Regions from separate parts of the Pan troglodytes genome. Here region 1 is linked to region 2. A link is a contact called in public Hi-C data. All regions are on one chromosome and are shown on one strand. Each heading gives the region's core, a stretch centred on a gene start, on an enhancer-like site or on the middle of the called end of the contact. The rest is flanking DNA. Distances are from core to core; before and after follow the strand shown. Region 1 has its middle 94 kb from the start of MAP1B. Region 2 holds the start of PTCD2 (pentatricopeptide repeat domain 2).

Evidence for each region. A called contact is a pair of places that touch in the nucleus more often than the background predicts.
Region 1: a contact with region 2 is called in a Hi-C map of stem cell-derived neural progenitor cells, with 2.8 times the contacts expected there. The contact joins the enhancer-like site here to the promoter of PTCD2 in region 2. A contact is called at or near these places in 1 of 7 Hi-C or Micro-C datasets (stem cell-derived neural progenitor cells) and 1 of 1 datasets of contacts at active chromatin or transcription factors (stem cell-derived excitatory neurons).

Annotation. Positions count from the first base shown.
Region 1 is chr4:44,034,545-44,038,897 of NHGRI_mPanTro3-v2.0_pri, reverse strand. No RefSeq gene overlaps it. Among named protein-coding and RNA genes, the nearest start is that of MAP1B, 94 kb to the right of the region's middle. Within about 2 kb of position 2,792, at least 16 of the 24 cell types and tissues checked have an H3K27ac peak or open chromatin away from gene starts, as enhancers often do. A contact at or near this core is called in stem cell-derived excitatory neurons and stem cell-derived neural progenitor cells, where this site is marked.
Region 2 is chr4:43,726,923-43,731,427 of NHGRI_mPanTro3-v2.0_pri, reverse strand. It overlaps PTCD2 (pentatricopeptide repeat domain 2), which reads left to right and starts at 1,295. Exons shown (of 10, transcript NM_001246655.1): 1 at 1,295-1,428; 2 at 3,074-3,166. The coding sequence starts at 1,302. MRPS27 (mitochondrial ribosomal protein S27) reads right to left here and starts at 1,329. Exons shown (of 11, transcript XM_517715.8): 1 at 1,068-1,329. The coding sequence starts at 1,329.

The DNA.
Region 1 (4,353 bases), core at 1,543-4,042, 310 kb before region 2:
AGGGCAAGAGAAGTATCAAAGGGAAAGAAGAGATGAGGAATGGTATTAAGGGCCCATTACAAATAGGATATATATAAAAAAAAAATCCTGAAACCCATGAGGTGAGACAAGAGGGGATGTGGAAGAGAATAGAACACCTCTTTTTTTTTTTTTTTCCTCAAGACGGAGTTTCGCTCTTATTGCCCAGGCTGGAGTGCAATGGCGTGATCTCAGCTCACCACAACCTCTGGCTCCCAGGTTCAAGCGATTCTCCTGCCTCAGCCTCCTGAGTAGCTGGGATTACAGGCATGTACCAGCATGCTCGGCTAATTTTGTATTTTTAGTAGAGACAGAGTTTCTCCATGTTGGTCAGGCTGGTCTTGAACTTCGGACCTCAGGTGATCTGCCTGCCTTGGCTTCCCAAAGTGCTGGGTGTGAGCCACCGCACCCGGCCGAGAACACCTCTTTACCTTTTAAAAGGAGCTGGCTGATCCTTAAAGATACCTCACCTGACTGCTTTTCTTTCTGAAAGCACGTAGGGAACATAGGCATGAACTCTTGCCATCTGCAAGGATCCCAAACTCAAGGGCATGTTGGATTTCAAAATGCAGGTCGCATGTTTATAACTTAAAATATAATTTCCCATGAGAAAAAAAGTAATAACAATGACATTTCACTTTTTAATCATTTTACAGTTTGGGGATATGGTACAGTTGTTCCAGTATAAATGGATATGTGGTTTCATTTGAGCCTCACAACAATTTTGGGCAGCAGGGTTGACTCTGTTTGGTTTGACACATACTAAGAAACTCAGAGCAAGAGACTTAGTATTGTCATAGCAATACATATGTGGAGTGCTTTTTTTATTTAAATGAAATTCACTGGTGGGAAACCAAAGCCCAGACTTTTCCAAAAATGGCATCTCCCTCCTCCTCCCCTCTTCCTCCTCTAACCCATGTCCTCGGGGCTAACCTTGCCTCTTTCCACATCAACACACTTGGCCACATTCCTGGTGTAGCACGTAAAAGGCTGTTTTAGCCATGATTATTAATAATTTAGAAAAAGGGCAAGTTAGAAAAATATTTGCCTTCTAATTTCAAGATTTGAGGCAGTCTGTAGGCAATGATGTGAAATACATTATGCTAAGGTTATCTTTCAAGTCTTGGGCCTGTTTTGCTATACCGCTGATGCTCTTTTCCCTGACCCAGCTCCAAAGATATGAAATCAGATTGTCTGGAGTTGTGGTTCAAGGCTCTGTATTACAAAACAGACAAACAAAAACAAAAACAAAACTCTAACACAAAAGGAGGCTTAAACAAATGAAAAGATAAAGCATTTCTTATGTAAATAACAAGAAGACAACATAGAGGTGTCATTTCCCCCTAAATGAACTTTTATGTTAAATACTTCAAGATGATACTTGGAGAAAAAAAAAACTGTGAAGGGATTAGCTGATGCTAACGTTTGCTTGGGAAAATTAACAAGCATGAACAGGCTGGAATTTCTGAAAAAGAAAAGTAGTGGGGGGATTTGCCTTATGGGATTTTATAGCATGTTAGGAAGAAGCCAGCTCCTGCTGTCTTGTGGCTCTGGCACCTTCCTCACGCAGAGGCGTAAGATGACCTAAAGTCACTGTGCTTGTCTTCATCATGCCAGCACTGAGTTTTTGAGGAGATAAGTCTGGCTGTGTGCAAAACAGGTGGAGCCAGACATAAGAGGAATGACTTCATTCTCTAAGAACATTAGAGAGACTGGCTTGTAAGATTGAAGAAGACATGTGTTGGTGGGGGTGTGGGGAAACGGCCACTCTCTTCTATTGGGAGTGGGTATTTATGCTTCAGACACACATGTATGAAGTATTATGTATATAAGAATCTTCTCGAAAATCTGCTAACCCTTCAACTCATTTCTTTCTTTCCTTCTGAACCCCCGTGTTATTCAAAAGCTTCCAATCCCCCAAATGTCTCAATTTTCAGGAGCAGTGAGCTCTTCAGGGAAGATGAGGGGCAGGAAGCCATTTTCTCTCGTGCATTGTTTGTTAAGCATGTGTTTGCAAGTTACAAGTGGATCAGACAAATGTCCTTATTTGCCCAGACAATCCTGGTATATGACATTGTCCTAGTATAATTACTAACAGCTCCTCTTGTAGATGTCCTACTAGGGATGATAAACTACATGATAACCCTATTTAAAAGGCAAAGACTACCTGTATTTTAATATGGGAAGACGATAGCTTTGCCTAGAAGATAGATGTGTGACCTTGCATGTCTCTTTAAGATAGGAAGAAGGTCCCCCACACCTCCAACTGCCTCAGTGTGAACTTCCCTTGGCTTGATTCAAGGGCTTTGACTCAAGGGCTTTGACTCAAGTGGTTTGAGTTAGCCTTGAGTCCTCATAAACATGGAATTATTGAGTGTTGCATCAAATGACTCCCTTCCAAGCTGCCATTTATCTTACCAGAACTGAGTGTGTGCATGTGTGTGTGCATGGGTGTGGTAGCAACGTCATCTTTCCATGGCTAAGAAGTGTGGACATACAGAGAAATGCTCTGTATTACTGCAATTGCTTTTGCATTCTGTTTGCAATGAAGAGGGAGGAGAAAGAAGAGATGGAGGAGGGGCAGGAGGGAGAGAGAAGTGGGGAGCGGGAAAGAAAGGGAGGGAGGGATATTTAAAGCCACTGACAATTCCAGGGTCCTCTCCCTCCCCAGTCCCAGGCACACACTTCTGTGAGAGGGGCTCTGATATAAAACCTGTCCTGGAAGAGGCAGCCTAAGTCTCAGACGCTGCTGTACAGAAGTCCTGTGACGTGGCAGTTTCTATAGCGACGAGTCTCTTTCATTGGAGAAAGCTCCCTAAAGCAGGATACACAAAACCCTAGCAACCGGTTGAAGGCTTTTTTTTTTTTTTTTAAATGAAGATTTTTCTGCACTTGAATTCAAAAGGCCCCTTCCTAGGAAAGCAGCTTCGTAGCAGGCAGGAAAGGGCTGGCTAGTGTGTCCTGGGGTGAGGATTTGGAAAGATTTGAAAGCTGTTGTGGACCAGGGTAGGGAAAGGGAGAAAGAGAGGTTGCAGTTTAGTGCTGCCTCGACTGGCTGGTTCCAGTCTGAATTCACCTTCCAGCCTTTTGTATAGGGACCCACCACCACTGCCAATTAACCCATGACATGAATCCGCCAGGGACAAAACAAAACTGCTACTGCCTCAGCAACCCCATCATGGTCTTCCCTTTCACCTGGCGTATTCCAGGCATGTTTTGCAGGGAGAAGTCAAGAACTCAGGCATGCACACCTGAGAGCTGGGAAACAGTAAGCCTGCTTACTTGGCACAAAATAAACGCCCCATTTAGCTGATGCTTAACTCCTGCCTCTTCCCATCAACTCAGCACAAACATCACTTCTTCAGGAAAGTCTACTGAATAAGAGATTGCATTTGGCAGCAGGTAAAGAGACCCATCTGAGTAGTTTAACCAAATAGGAGTTTATTTTCCACCTAAGAAGAGGCCCAGAGGTGGGCAGTCCGGGGGGGCTGCCAGCTCCATAATCATCCCTGTCCTAGCTCCTCCTGTCTCTGCCTGGCTGTTGTTCTTGGCATGTTTCACCCTTGAGGTCCCTTCCTGGTCACAAAATGGCTGTTCCATCTCCAGCCAGCAGTGCAGGCAGGAACAAGAAGGAAGCAGTAAGGAGGAAGGGGCGGTGCCCACGTCAAGAAGCAAAACTCTTCCCAGAAATTGGCAGCAGATTCCATATCCATCTCATTGGCCAGGGCTGGGTCATGTGGCTTCAACCCCAAGCTCCAAGGGAGGCTAGGATATGTGGTTTCGTAGCTGGGCAAATTGCCAGCCTGAACAAAACTGTGGCTGTTTAAAGGGCAAGCTGAGGATGAGTGTGGGCGGACAACTAGCAGCATTTGCTACACTTCCCGTGTTCGTGTCTACACACATGCTATCTTCAGGTTAGGTCACCCCTCCCTCCCACACAGCGTCATGCAGTGGTGTGGTGGAAAATGTTTAACAGCCAGATGTCTGGGACAACAAAAGCCACTGTTTGCTCTTATCTGTGGTATAAATACTCCCACCATGGCCAATTTTAAGCTATCAACATGATGTCCAACAGAGTTAGGAAGACAGACATAGTAACACATCATTCTATAGTTATTTCCAACATGCAGACATAAAAAATATAAACAACCTCAAAAGCATAGATAATAGTAAAATGTAAAATAATTAGGAAGTAATGGGTTTAAAATATGTATCTCATTTTTAATATAAATCGTGTAATTTTTAGTATATATAACTTAATATATATATTTTTGAGATGGAGACTTGCTCTGTCACCCAGGCTGGAGTGCAGTGGTGCAATCTTGACTCACTGCA
Region 2 (4,505 bases), core at 46-2,545:
TCGAGTGTGATTATTGCATTTTTATCAAATATGTCTGTCTGGATTATGTGGTTAGAATCACTGCAAATTTGGCTCCTATAAATACTTTAAAACTTTTTCCCAATGTTTTCATTATCAGACCCACTATGCAGGCTTTGAGTGGGCTGCCATTTAGTTCAGATATCAAAGTACTTTACAAGTAACTATTAGCATTTATTATCTACACGTGGAAAACGATAGCAAAGAAAGGTCAATCAAAAGTTGTGCTCAAGGTCATCAGATAAAATGAGATTAATACTGAAAAATTCTTCCACGAAGACCAGGGGTCCAGCTAAATGTGTGGTAGTGGGAAAAATGTTTATCTGACGTCCCTCTAAAAAAACCTCAGATGGGAGAAAAATGTCCCAGCCCCAGGAATGGACACATTTAGGTTTTTCCTTTTTTCTTTTTTTTTTTTTTTTGAGACAGGGTCTCTCTCTGTTGCCCAGGCTGGAGTGTAGTGGCGCGATCTCTGCTCATTGCAACCTCCGCCTCCCGAGTTCAAGCGATTATCCTGCCTCAGCCCCCCGAGTAGCTAGGATTACAGGCGCGCGCCACCACGCCCAGATAATTTCTTTGTATTTTTCAGTAGAGATGGGGTTTCGCCCTGTTGGCCAGGCTGGTCTCGAACTCCTGGCCTCAACTCCTGGTCTCAACTCCTGGTCTCGAACTCCTGGCGATCCGCCCGCCTCGCGTTCCCAAAGTGCTGGGACCACAGGCGTGGGCCACCGCGCCCGGCGCACATTTGGGTTTTTCGTGGTCAGCAAAAGCACGACCACCCCAACACATAAATCTGGCGAATCATACGCAAATTCCCTCATGCTATATAACCTTCCACTGCTCTTCGTACCTTTGGACAGGAACACACTGTTATTTTAGGGAAGGAAACGGAACAGATACCTTGTCTCCTTCTTCTGCACCACCAAACACCCCAAATGGCGTCCCTAGCAATCAGATTCCAGAAACATTTCCTCTCCTCTTGAAAGCCCACCGCTCCCTTCACCCAAAAAACAGAATAATCAGGGGCCTAATGAAGCTGTCCGGCCAACCTGCAGGAGAGAGCTGAGGAAGAACCACTTGCCGCGCCAGGAGCATCCCGCGCCGCACTATGGAGGCAGCCATCTTGGAGCGTACCAAAAGGAAGAGCCAACGGGTTACGGACAGAGGAAGGGGCGGGGTTACAGCTCGACCTCTCGGGGCGCCCAGAATTGGACGAATCCCTTTTGTCGCTCTCGACGACAGGACCGACGCTCCGCCTCCTCGCCCCGGTTCCAGTAGTTGGTATGGTCCGAGACAGTATGGCTGCTGCATTTCGGCCCTCGAATCGAGTTCTCCTGCAGGCGCTGCAGATTTTGGTGTATCCTGGGGTGGGAGGCTCCGGCTCTGTCAGCTGCCGCTGCCCTCTCGGAGGTATCCGCGGCCTTAGCCTAGGGAAGGAGGGGAGGGATGGGAGAGAAGGGGGTGTTAGATCCCAGCTAGCATCTCTGTGGAGCAGCCACAGCTCCTAAGTCTCTCACTGGCCTGGAGCACACCCTCGCCCTCTAGTTGCCATGTGGGTGCAGTGGTGACCCCTGGGGGTCGTGGATACCCCCAGTGCCTGCAAATCGAAGGACTGCTGGGGTCTTGACCTTGGGGCTGTAGTGCTCCCTCAGATGGGGCGACGTTCGTCTTCAGGAACATCCCTCCCGCCTTGGGTGACTTATTTATTTATTTTTGAGACGAAGTCTTGCTCTGTCGCCCAAGCTGGAGCGCGGTGGCGCGATCTCGGCTCACTGCAGCCTCCGCCTCCCGGGTTCAAGCGATTCTCCTGCCTCAGCTTTCCGAGTAGTTGGGACTACAGGCGTGCGCCACCACGCCCGGGTTTTTTGTATTTTTAGTAGAGACGGGTTTCACTATGTTGGCCAGGCTGGTTTCGAACTCCTGACCTCGTGGTCCATCCGCCTCGGCCTCCCAAAGTGCTGGGATTATAGGAGTGAGCCACCGCGCCCGGCCTTTTTCTGTTCTGCAGAGTTTGGAAGCAGAGGTCTTATGGAGTCTCAGTTCTGCTAACAATCTAAAAGACTTAGCGGCACGTTTCTTCATTTTTCAAAACTATCCTCTAACATCTCTATGAAGAGAGTTAAATCTGAAGATGCTAGTGAGTGATAGTAAAAATGTTTGTCAGGCATTACTTTAATGTAGTTTACATACATTAATTCCTTTTCTCTAGACAACACCCAGCAAGAGAAGTACCATTCTTTTCTCCATTTACAGAGGAGGAACAAGGTTAAGTAATTTGCCCAAGGTCAGAGGGAACTGTTAGAGGTGGGATTTGAACACACCCAACAATAGAAACCTGCTCCTAACCACTTCACTGGACTGCCTTTCTGTAAATAAATAGCAACTTTTATTGTTACCTTGTTACTGCAGCTCACAGAACTCTGTTAGTGCGTGATTCTTCGGCCACGCTTGGTCCGTTTTATCTCATGCACAGCCAAGGATCCTAAAGAAAGGATGATGTTTCCCAAATCTACTAAGCTGTGATCAATGATTTCCATGTATCTCAAATGTATTTTGAGTCCACATCTGAGAGGCCTTAACCCCCTCATTTCACAGAGGACAAAACTGGGAGTTCCAGTGGTCACGCTGCAGCTTTTTCCACTACACTGTGCTTCTCCCTGGATAAACCAAAACTAAATATGCCTGTTTTGCATTTAAATGTTATTAGTTTTTTTAAAAATGCTCTTGATACCTTTAACCGATGGCAAATGCCCATTTGTACTTCAAATCCCAACTTCCTGTCAACCAGTCCCCACACAGGTTTATCACTAGCTACGGTTAATCACTATCTTCTTTCACACACACAAATAAAACCTGTTTTGCTGAGGATTTGCATTCTCTGGTAGTTCAGAAATGGTTTTTCCCAGGATTTATATTTGTACAGTTTGTACAGTTATATTTGTACGTGTCTAATGGATTATAATAGATGTTAGAGGCAATCAAGCTCTATTCATGTTATTTGCTAACTTCTAAAACAGTCAAAATGACTTTACTTTTTTCTTTCTCTGATTTTTAGCTAAAAGATACCTACTTACAGATAATGTGGTGAAATTAAAAGAATTTCAACAAAAGAAAGTGGCTGTTGCATGTAATCTTTCTGGCACTAAAGGTAATAGAATCTATTTTGTTAATTCTGTCATTTATCTGTCATTTAAGTTTCTCTGTCTTTATCCCTATTCAGTGTCTCCTTCAGTGACTTTATTATGCCTTAGAAAAAGTTGAGACCATTTATTGTTAGTTTCATAGTGAACTCTTATATTTATCTTGCATCTCATACTTTGCTGCTACAACGTCTACAGCTCTCCTCTTATTCCTTCTCTTACGATCTCAGAGAAATATTAAAGCTAGTGCTGCGATTGGTCTTGTCTAAATCTGTGCCATTAAAAGTGAGGTTTGAGGACCAGCGGCATCAGCATCTATTGGGTGGTTGATAGAAGTGCAGATAGAAAGGCCCCAGATCATTCATATGCACAATAAAGTTTAAGAACTTCAGATGATTGGCTTTCAAACTTTTTGATGTAACCTTCAGTGAAAAATGCATTTTATGTTGCATCTCAGTACACACAAACATATCTATATATAAATGAAATCAAATGAAACAAAACAGTACTATGTGTGATGATACATTTGGTATTTTTCACTCTGTGCTAGAAAAGTCAGTAGGATCAAAAATTTCTTAAAAAACAAGAGAAACCTGACTACCAAACCTAGGATTTGGCTGGGCATGATGGCTCATGCCTGTAACTCCAGCATTTTGGGAGGCCAAGGCAGGAGGATTGCTTGAGCCAGGGAGTTTGAGATCAGCCTGAGCAGCGTAGACCTCATCTCTACAAATTTTTTTAAAGTTAGCTGGGCATGGTGGTGCATGCCTGTAGTCACAGCTACTCCAGGGACTGAGGTGGGAGGATTGCTTGAGCCTGGGAGGTCTAAGGTGCAGTAAGCCATGATCACACAACTGCACTCCAACCTGGGTAACAGAGTGAGACCCTGTCTCAAAAAAAAGATAAATCTGGGATTTGCTTTGAAAAAAAATCCAGTGTGTTTGAGGATTGTAGTGTAGAGGAAACATAATTAGCAAAATATTGATAATGATTGAGGCTGGGTAATGGCACCTAGTGAGGGGGATTATTATCCTGTTCTTTCATTTCTTGGGTATGTTTGAAAATTTTTGTTATAAAAAGCTACAAACAAGAACACCACCCTAGGTCTTTTTCCCTTTCAGCACCTGAAAAATTTTGTTGCATTCATTCTCTCCCTCCTGCACATAGAGTTCTTCCCAGCATTTCATACCTTTTATTGTGTGTGGATGCAGCAGTGGTCCCTGGGGGTTGTGGATATACCTCCTTGATCCTCCTTTATGAACACATCTAAGACTTTCCTTTTTTTTTCAATAACTCTTGGTGTCCCTACTGACTTTTTCAACCATAGACCCAGCTCTCCTTCCTCTC